Regions from separate parts of the Sus scrofa genome. Here region 2 is linked to region 1. A link is a contact called in public HiChIP or PLAC-seq data. All regions are on one chromosome and are shown on one strand. Each heading gives the region's core, a stretch centred on a gene start, on an enhancer-like site or on the middle of the called end of the contact. The rest is flanking DNA. Distances are from core to core; before and after follow the strand shown. Region 1 overlaps ARSG (arylsulfatase G). Region 2 has its middle 6.9 kb from the start of RGS9.

The links. HiChIP or PLAC-seq counts read pairs in DNA pulled down with a chosen protein or histone mark.
Region 2: an H3K27ac HiChIP or PLAC-seq map of alveolar macrophages shows a contact between it and region 1. The contact joins two enhancer-like sites. A contact is called at or near these places in 1 of 5 promoter capture datasets (fetal liver) and 1 of 2 datasets of contacts at active chromatin or transcription factors (alveolar macrophages).

The regions. Positions count from the first base shown.
Region 1 is chr12:11,802,165-11,806,680 of Sscrofa11.1, reverse strand. It overlaps ARSG (arylsulfatase G), which reads left to right. Exons shown (of 12, transcript XM_021066718.1): 4 at 1,788-1,835; 5 at 3,788-3,899. Among named protein-coding and RNA genes, the nearest start is that of SLC16A6, 53 kb to the left of the region's middle. Within about 2 kb of position 1,395, at least 17 of the 83 cell types and tissues checked have an H3K27ac peak or open chromatin away from gene starts, as enhancers often do. A contact at or near this core is called in alveolar macrophages, where this site is marked.
Region 2 is chr12:12,005,946-12,010,826 of Sscrofa11.1, reverse strand. No RefSeq gene overlaps it. Among named protein-coding and RNA genes, the nearest start is that of RGS9, 6.9 kb to the left of the region's middle. Within about 2 kb of position 3,391, at least 71 of the 83 cell types and tissues checked have an H3K27ac peak or open chromatin away from gene starts, as enhancers often do. A contact at or near this core is called in alveolar macrophages, where this site is marked.

The sequences.
Region 1 (4,516 bases), core at 146-2,645:
CAATGAACATGCGGGTGCATGTGTCTCTTTTAAGTAGAGCTTTGTCCGGATAGATGCCCAAGAGTGGGATTGCAGGGTCATATGGAAGTTCTATGTATAGATTTCTAAGGTATCTCCAAACTGTTCTCCATAGTGGCTGTACCAGTTTACATTCCCACCAGCAGTGCAGGAGGGTTCCCTTTTCTCCACAGCCCCTCCAGCACTTGTTATTTGTGGATTTATTAATGATGGCCATTCTGACTGGTGTGAGGTGGTATCTCATGGTTGTTTTGATTTGCATTTCTCAAGAGGCAACTTTAAACCCCAAGAAGGCAGCAGATGACAGGTGCCCTGTTCAGTTGGTACCCCCTCCCCTCCCCCTCATCACTCCTTTTGCTTCTCCAGGAGATGATACAGAAACACATCTCCTTGTTGAGATCAAGGATTTCCTATAAGCACACTATAGTATGTATCACATATATTTCCCTGTAAGGGAAAATTAAAAACCTGCCGAAGGAAGATCAAGTCTATCGATACCACTCACTCTTTGCTTCTGATCTTGGTCCCTGTCAATATATTTTTACCTCGTTGTATACGTGTCACTTTGTCCTTCTTTTCCCCCTTCCTATTATTTTAGATTTCCCTGTCATACTAATTGTATATGTTTATTATAATTGTTACAATTTTAGAAATAATTTTAAAATGGTACTAAATTCTACATGTCCATGTGAGTCTAAGCATTCCATACAACGCTTAATCCACTTCCCTCAACTTATTATATTTTTTTCCAAACCTATGGAGCAGCTGTAAGAAGGGACTATCAGGCACCCATATACCCTTCACCTAGATTCACCAGTTGCTAATTTTGGCTCCATGCATTTGTCTTTAAAAGAGAGTTTGGGAGTTCCCTTGTGGCGAAGCAGGTTAAGGCTCTGGCTTTGTCACTGCAGTGGCTCGGGTTCAATCCCTGGCCCTGGCAACATCCACGTGTTGCTGGCACAGCTGGGAGGAAAAAAAAAATCATTTGGAAGTATTTTATTGGCCGTGTAAAATCATTTACTTGGCCAGACTCCCGTGGTTGCCTGTTTCTTTCTGTGCTCAGTGTTGTTTTCTGCTGTTTCGGTCTTTGCACCAGCTTTTTTTCTTGGTTCCCTTGCCTCGTGGGTGATTCCCTGGGATCTTCAGTCAGATCAGAACTAGCAGGTCAGAGGGCTCCAGCCTTGGCTGAGCACTTGCTTCACATCGCCCAGTTATTGCCCCCAAAACAGCGTCTTTACAGAGCGAGGAGCAGTCTGAGTTTCCTCATTTGCTGGCCCACAGTTGGGCGGCAGCAGGGAGGCGAGCTCTAGCCTCTGCAGACTGCTGATGCTGGCCAGGGAGGAACATGCTGAAACCTGGCAGGAACCAGCATCTCTGAGACTAGCCGGGGCGTGCACCTGCTCCCTGGGTCACCTGGCGCCTTTGCAGGGCCCCGGAGCAGGAGGGAGGGGGGAGGATGTGGCGGGCTCTGGACCGTTGCCGTGCTGCATCCTCTTTGGGAGCTGAAGCTCAGCCTTCTGACTTCTCTAGGCTCCTTGTAACAGCTCATCTTCCCCTTCCCCTGCGTGCTTTCCTGCCTGGGCCCTGAGTCATCCTTGCTTGCTTTCTGCCTCCCCGGGGACTCCCTCTGTGTCCCAGAGAGCAAGGCTTGGCTTTCATACAGCCTGTGCAGCCTCTTTTCACTTGTCCTCAGGAAAGGGCAAAGCTGATGGGGAGCTGGGAGCCCCCACGGGGATTCCACTCAAAGTCTCTCTCTTGTTTTCCTATAGGCAAGTGGCATCTTGGACACCACGGCTCTTTTCACCCCAACTTCCGCGGTAAGAATTCTTTGGGGGATTGGTTACCTAGGAAACAGAAAATAGAGATCTGTGTGTAAAGGGACTCCATTAACGTTTAAGCCACCTGCCTCTGGAGGACATCTCTCCTAGGTTGGGACATCTTTGTTCACAAGGTCACCTGGGTACATTTGAGATGCCCATGGCTGTTCTAATCCCATGTCCCTCTCACCTGGCTCCCACCCCCTTCGTGCCCGTCTGCCCTTCTGGCTTCCCCATCGAGAGCCCCTCAGTGTTGGGGTTTTTTGGTTTGTTTTTGTCTTTTTAAGGCTGAACCTGTGGCATATGGAAGTTCCCAAGCTAGGAGTCCTACAACCGCAGCCACAGCAACACCAGATCAAAGCCCTGACTACGACCTACCCCGCAGCTCACAGTAACGCTGGATCCTTAACCCACTGAGCGAGGCCAGGGATCGAACCTGTGTCCTTAGGGATACTAGTCGGGTTCACTTCCTCTGAGCCATGATGGGTACGCCCCCTCCGTGTTCTCCTTGACCCAGTTCTTCACCTGTCGGGGAACGTTCGGCCCCCATGAGGTCCAGCAGGGAAAGAAGTAAAAGTTGTCGGCTGGGTTCCCTGAAGCAGGGACCCAGAGAGGAGTGGGAAGCTCGACGAGAAAGCTTGTGCTGGAGAAGAGCTAGGAAGAGGGAGGGAAGAGTCAACACGAGGTTTTCAGTCTCAGTTTAACCCTCACACCCTTCTCCCCGCCCCCCACCCTCATCTATCTAAGCCCAATCCTGCCAGCCCTCTTCAGCTAGCGGAAATGCCATCTCTTTCCAAAAGCATTTCGAGATTCCTCTCCTAACCCCATCCCACCCCCAGCATCCAGGGCTCACTTCTTCCCCTCGTCTCTCTTGTTGGTTTACTAATAATCCATCTTTTATAGCTACATTTATATTTCTTTCTTTCTTTTTTATGCACCTGAAGCATATGAAACTTCCCAGAATAGGGGTCGAATTGGAGCTGTAGCTGCCGACCTACGCCACAGCCACAGCAACTCCGGATCTGAGCCGTATCTGCAACTTATGTGGCAGCTTGCGGCACCAAGGGATCCTTAACCCACTGAGCGAGGCCAGGGATCAAACCTGTACCTTCATGGATACTAGTCAGGTTCTTACTCCTACGTTTCTATTTCTTTTTCTTTCGTTTTTTGGCCGCACCTGCCACGTTCTCAGGCCAGGGATCGAACCTGCGCCATAGCAGTGACCCGAACCACAGCAGGGACAACTCCAGCTTCACCAGGGAGCTCCCAACATTTCTACTTCTCTTCCCTTCAGAGAGGATGTTTCTTCTTTTTTTTTTTTTTTTCGGTCTTTTTTCTATTTCTTGGGCCTCTCCTGTGGCATATGGAGGTTCCCAGGCTAGGGGTCGAATCAGAGCTGTAGCCACCGGCCTACACCAGAGCCACAGCAACGGGATCCGAGCCGCGTCTGCAACCTACACCACAGCTCATGGCAACGCCGGGTCCTTAACCCACTGAGCAAGGGCAGGGATCGAACCCGCAACCTCATGGTTCCTAGTCGGATTCGTTAACCACTGCGCCACGACGGGAACTCCCAGAGAGGATGTTTCTTGAGGGCAGAATTTATTCTTTTCTCCCCCAAAATGTCATGCGCGGAGGAGATCGTCACCAAACATTTCCTGGAAAGCGTCCTTCCTTGCCCTGGGCATGGCAGGTGTTCAGTAATTCTCCCCCACTTCCTTCCACTCTGGGTTAACTCTCATCACAAGATGTTTTGCAAATCTCGTCTTGAAGCAGCCGGAACCCAGCAAAGGGTTTTTTTTGGCCTACTGCAAAGGGATATGCATCAAATCCTCTTTTAATTACATACTCCAAAACACTGCAGAATTAAATCATGGAAAATTAAATTTCTGTCCTGGGTGTAAGAAGGCAGGCACATAGAACAGAAGCCTGAGCCATTGCTTTTCTTCCAGGTTTTGACTACTACTTTGGGATCCCGTATAGCCATGACATGGGCTGCACCGACACCCCGGGCTATAACTACCCTCCTTGTCCGGCGTGTCCGCGGCGCCATCAACCATCCAGGTAAAATCCCGTCCAAGGCATTGGCAGTGGGCTCCAGAGCGAGGCGAAATCCTGTGTGGTCCATTAGGAGTAAATGAGAGAGGCCGAGAGGGGACAGTTACCCCAGCAAAAAAAGATAGACTAGTGCACATGGAAATGCACCATTTGCTTGGAGTGGAGAGGGGGTGAACAAAAATGTTTTACTGGGATTTTTCCAGGTTCCTTGGATGGGGTAGCCCAGCTGGGGAGACCCAGGGGCCCCCCAGGCCATCCCTGTGACCTGCCTCCTCCTCAGCCTGCTGGCTTTGCTCCTGGACCGCTCACCTGGCCCAGACCACGGGCCTGAGCCGGGAGAGAGAGAGAGAGGACACGTTCACAGGGCTCCTTGCAAGCTTCACCACCCCTCCCCTCCAACACGCGACATAAGCCAGCATTCTGACGTTGGAATGTCGTCCAGGCACCAAACAGGATGTTTTAAAAACATATTCGGTGAAATGGGAAAATGCTCACAATAGAATAGTAAGTGAAAAAAGCAGGAAACAAATCATCAACAGTGTGATCTTAACTACCTCTGTATTTACACCTCTAATAGCCCGAAAGGAAATACGCCGAACGGCTAACAATGGTTCATTCGCTCT
Region 2 (4,881 bases), core at 2,142-4,641, 200 kb before region 1:
AAAAAATTTTTTAAGTAAAATAAAAGCAGACTCACAGACGGAACAAACTAGTGTTACAAGTGGGGAGAAGGAAGGGGGGAGGGGCAACATGGGGGAGGGGAGTAAGACACACAACCGATTAGGTGTAAAATAATCTATAAGGAATTGTACAGCATGAGGAATACAGCCAATATGTTATAATAATTATAATTGGAACCTAATCTTTAAAAATTATGAATTATGGAGTTCCTATTGTAGCTCAGCTGGCTAAGGACCCAACGCAGTCTCTGTGAAGATGTGGGTTTGATCCCTGGCCCGGCTCAATGGGTTCAGGATCCGGCATTGCTGCAAGCTGCAGTGTAGGTGGTGGATGCAGCTCGTATCTGGTGTTGCTGTGGCTGTGATGTAGGCTGTCCGCTGCAGCTCCGATTCAACCCCTGTGCCTCAGGTGCAACCATAAAAAAATATACATACATATGAATCACTCTATTGTACACGTGTAACTTACATAATATTGTACAGTTATATTTCCATATAATTTTTTAAATTAAAAAAAATGACATTACAGGAAAAGGCATTTTTGCAACTTGAACTAGGCTTTGGTTTTAAGACAGCGCTGGGTGAAGGGGAAGTATGAAAGCCTCCAGGCTGGGTTCTGGTCCATGCTCTGCCTCTCACCAGATACATGGCTTTTTTTCACAGCTTTATTGAGCTATAACTGACATACACTAAATGGCATATGCATTTAAAGGGTACAATTTGATAGGTTTCAACATGTGTACACCCCCTTGAAACTACAGCCACGATCAAGACATTTGTTACCGCCCCCCCCAAAGCTTCCTTGTGCCCTCTGGCATCCCCTCCCCCTGCTGCCCCCAGGCACCCACTGACCTACCTTCCATCACTCCGAATTAGGGGGAGGGGCAAATGTCAACAAGTTACCTCATCACTCTAATTCTCTATTTTCTCAGTAGTAGTAAGTGTCAGACTTGATGATTTCAAAATTCCCATCCAATTTTATTATCTATCTATATATTACATAATATACTATATAGCGAGAATTAAAAGCTCAAGCAGATGGAAGGCTGGCAGAGTGGGATTCGATGCTCACTACAAATCGAGGCCCCTCTGGGCTTAGACCAGACACCCCAACATGGGTTTCCATATGGCAGACAATCACAAGAACAGAGCGCCACCGTGGCCGAGCCCAGCCATTCCTGCCACACGTGATCACGGAGGGGTGGGGGTGAGGGGCAAGGAGGACCCCCTTTAGGAGAAGAGACCTTAAGAAAATACATTACTTGGCGCACCCCATCTGAGTCAGTCTTACTGATATCCCCTTCTTTTGTCAAACAAGCCCATCCTGTGAAGGACTTTTGAAGCTAAATCATGCCAGCTGAGCATCCTCTACTGACACTCAGATGCTCGCCCTGCCTGTGTGGCGTGGCTCGGGCTTCAAAGCAATCCCCAGGGATTTCTGTAAGAAATCATTTTTGGTACGAAAAATAATACAGCTTCATGTGGTTTTCACCATTTCCCTTTTGTTTATCCTTTAACTTCGTTACATTTACATTAACCGTTCCAACTCTGCTCTGTGTTAGACAGTATTTGGTCTTGTTCAACAAACCTTGATTGAGCACCATTTCTCAGCAGAGAACTGTGTCCAGCACCCACGGTAAAAAGGTGAAAAGATCCAGTTCTGCCTTGTGGGTGTTTCTAGTAGGAAAGAAAGAGATGAAATATAAGTCCAGGATAATGCAGTGGATGGAACAGGAGTATGTGGAAGGCAAAAGAGAAAAGGACAGAACAGAAAGGTGAGCAGAGTCTGCTCAGAGGAAATAACAAAGGTTTCACATAAGAGGCGTTAATATACCTGCTCCATTCACTGAGCGCTCACGCCAACCCTAGTAGTTGTCTGTTATCAATACTGGATTCAACAAAGGAGGAAAGAGGATAAATAAGAAGCTGAAGTTCATGCCCAGCTTAAGCCGCGGAGCCAGGAATGAGACCCAGGCCGCCTGGCCTCTGCCTACACATCTCACCTCCTTAATCCACGCTGGGATTTTCCCATCAGCCAGGCCTGGGCTCACCCCAGACCTGCGCTGAGAGCTCCATGGTTCCCACGGAAAAATCATGATGCAAAAACCAGAAAAAAGAAAACTGGATGTTGGGCAAGTAAAAGTCAAAAGGGGTCCATTACAGAACTGCTTCAGAAATGCAGCTCTTCCTCCCTCTTGGATTATTTCGCTGGGATGAATTTTCTCCCGAGTCAGAGCCTAAACACGTGCAATGGCCTCTGCTATAGATCGCTCGGTGGTTTTTCAATAGGACTGTATATTTCTGTTCCCTTTGCCCGGAATGAACTAACTTCCCCACACCCTTATTATGCTTTTTCTACCTAGACAATTCTAATTTTACTGGATTCTGTAGTTGTACTTGCCTAGTTTCCCCTTCCTCTTTTTAGAGCAGCAACCCGGAATAAGAGAGTACCATAAAAAAGCTGTTCACATGAACCTCTGATTGAACAGCCAGTTGGGGCCCCTGGGGTTGAGGGGAAGCACAGGTGTACCCGCCTGTCCCTGCAGGATTAAGGGGGACAAGAGGGCTCTGCCTGGGTGGGGGTGGGGAGGAGAAGGTACTCTAAACATAAAATCTTTTTTTTTTTTAAGTATTATTATTTAAGGTCATTTCAGTTGTGTTACTGCATCCAAGCTGGATTTCGTGTCAATAAAAAAATGTGCGCCTACTCTAGTACAAAACGGCTAGAAAACTGGTTTGGGGGACTCTATTGTGCTCCTGTAGCTCCATTATTTATAAGAGTGATGAGGGCAATTTCCGACTCCCTACCAGTAGCGCTGCCAGGTGCACTCGCGAATAAAAGGGCAGGAAAGCGTCCCAAAGGCAGCGAGCTGCTATCCACCTCTAGAGCCCCAAAGGCCCCTCACGCAGGGTGGCCACCCCAGGCCCAGGCCATAGAGGTGCGGATGCCTCCAAACTCCTAGAGAGGAAGAGCAGGCTCCCGGGAGGAGGACTTCCGCCGGCGGCCCACTTCCGGCTCCGCCCCCACCCGCCCCAAGGCGGCGAGTTTGCGGGCGTTGGTGGGAGGGTGTGTCTCCTGCGAGGGGCTCAGGTGGGGGTCGCTAGGTGCGGGGCGCGGGCACCAGAACTGGGGGGCCGGGAGCGAGGATTCACAGAGGGGGCCGCCTTAAGGCCACGGCGCCGGGGCCCCTTTCCTCCAAGTGCTGACTGGGGATCAGCTCCTCGAATACTCAGAGCTGTGGACTTATTTTTTTGTAACTGATTGAGGCCCATTGGCTCGGAGAAAATAACGGTGAAACCCCAACCTAAAAATATGTCATTTAGGGCTTGTTTTCGTGTATCTGCGAGAACGGCCCGTTTAAGAAACAGTCAAGTGGAGTTAGCTGGTGGCACAGTGGGTTAAAGATCTGGCCATGTCACTGCTATGGCGCAGGTTCCATCGCTGACCGAGAAATTCAGTATGCTTTGGGCACAGCCAAAAATAAAATAAAATATTAAAAAAAAAAAAAACAGTCAAGTAACTGAAACAACGTGTCTTAGTATTTAACTGTGGCTAGACTGGGGAGAGAGGAGTCAGGGCAAACAGCGCGGTGGCCCTGTAAGAACAGGGTTCCGGGGGAACATGCAGAGTGCAGTTTGGAAGGAAGACGGAATGGGGTATCAGAATGCCCTCTCCGTGGGAGAGGAAGGGGAAGTGGGACTCTGGCGACTAGATTACTTGCAGAATACTGGCCGGGGTTCTTTCTCTTCCAGGGCAGCAGCTTGGCACAGGCACTCACTACCTGAACTTTTTGACCTGGAGTGCGCTCAGTTTTAAAATGGGGATGGTATCTGCCATCCTGTCCTACTGTATGTGATCCTTTCCTATTGTGTGTGATCTTAGTATGTTTAATGAACCAGATTTATCTTCTCTATAAGATCATGTTGGGGCAGGAGTTCCCTGGTGGCCTAGTGGTTAAGGACTCAGCATTGTCAGGGCTGTGGCTCAGCTTCCATCCCTTGCCCAGGTACCTCCAAATGCTGCGGGTGTCACACACACACACACACACACAAAGATTGGGGAGTATTTAAAGAAGATTTTGCATTGCTGTGGCTGCGGTGTAGGCCGGCAGCTACAGCTCTGATTAGACCCCTAGCCTGGGAACCTCCATATGCCACCAGTGCAGCTCTAAAAAAAAGACAACAAATAGGTAAATAAATAAATAAACATGGCCCTAAAAAACAGACAATAAATAAAATAAATAAGCTTTTACCATAATGTGTTCCTGAGGGGAAAATAAAAGATGGACAAATAAATTTAGGATTTGAACCATAGTCTCTTAGCACAAATAATAATAGAGTATTAAATTGTTCTGAGAAACTCCGCAATAATGGAACTCGCGTCACTTTGGTTAGCCTGGTGTTTCTCAAGCATTTGACCACAGAGCCTTGAGTAACACCCTATTAATATCTCCCCAATGTGGTTTTTCCCAGAACATATTTTTGGGAGATGCTGACATAAAGAAATCCTTCACCTGAGCACAGTCCTGTTCAAGAGGCACTCTCACTTCTCAAAAGACATCTCAGAACTGCTTTTTGAAAATCATCTGACTGAATTTCAGTAAGGATGGTTTCAGTTTTACAGATGTTCTAGAAAATGGTCCATAAATAATGAAGTACTACATCTACTAACATTTGGAAAAGGAAGTGACCCCTCCTTGCCCTTCCTCCCACACACATCATGGACAGTGGACAAGATCGTAATATTATTGAGCAAATGTTATCAATATATTATTTATTAAACAATAGAAATAACTAAATGGAGGAGTTCCCTGGTGGCCTAGCGTTTAAGAATTTGGCACTGTCACTGCTGTGGCTCGGGTT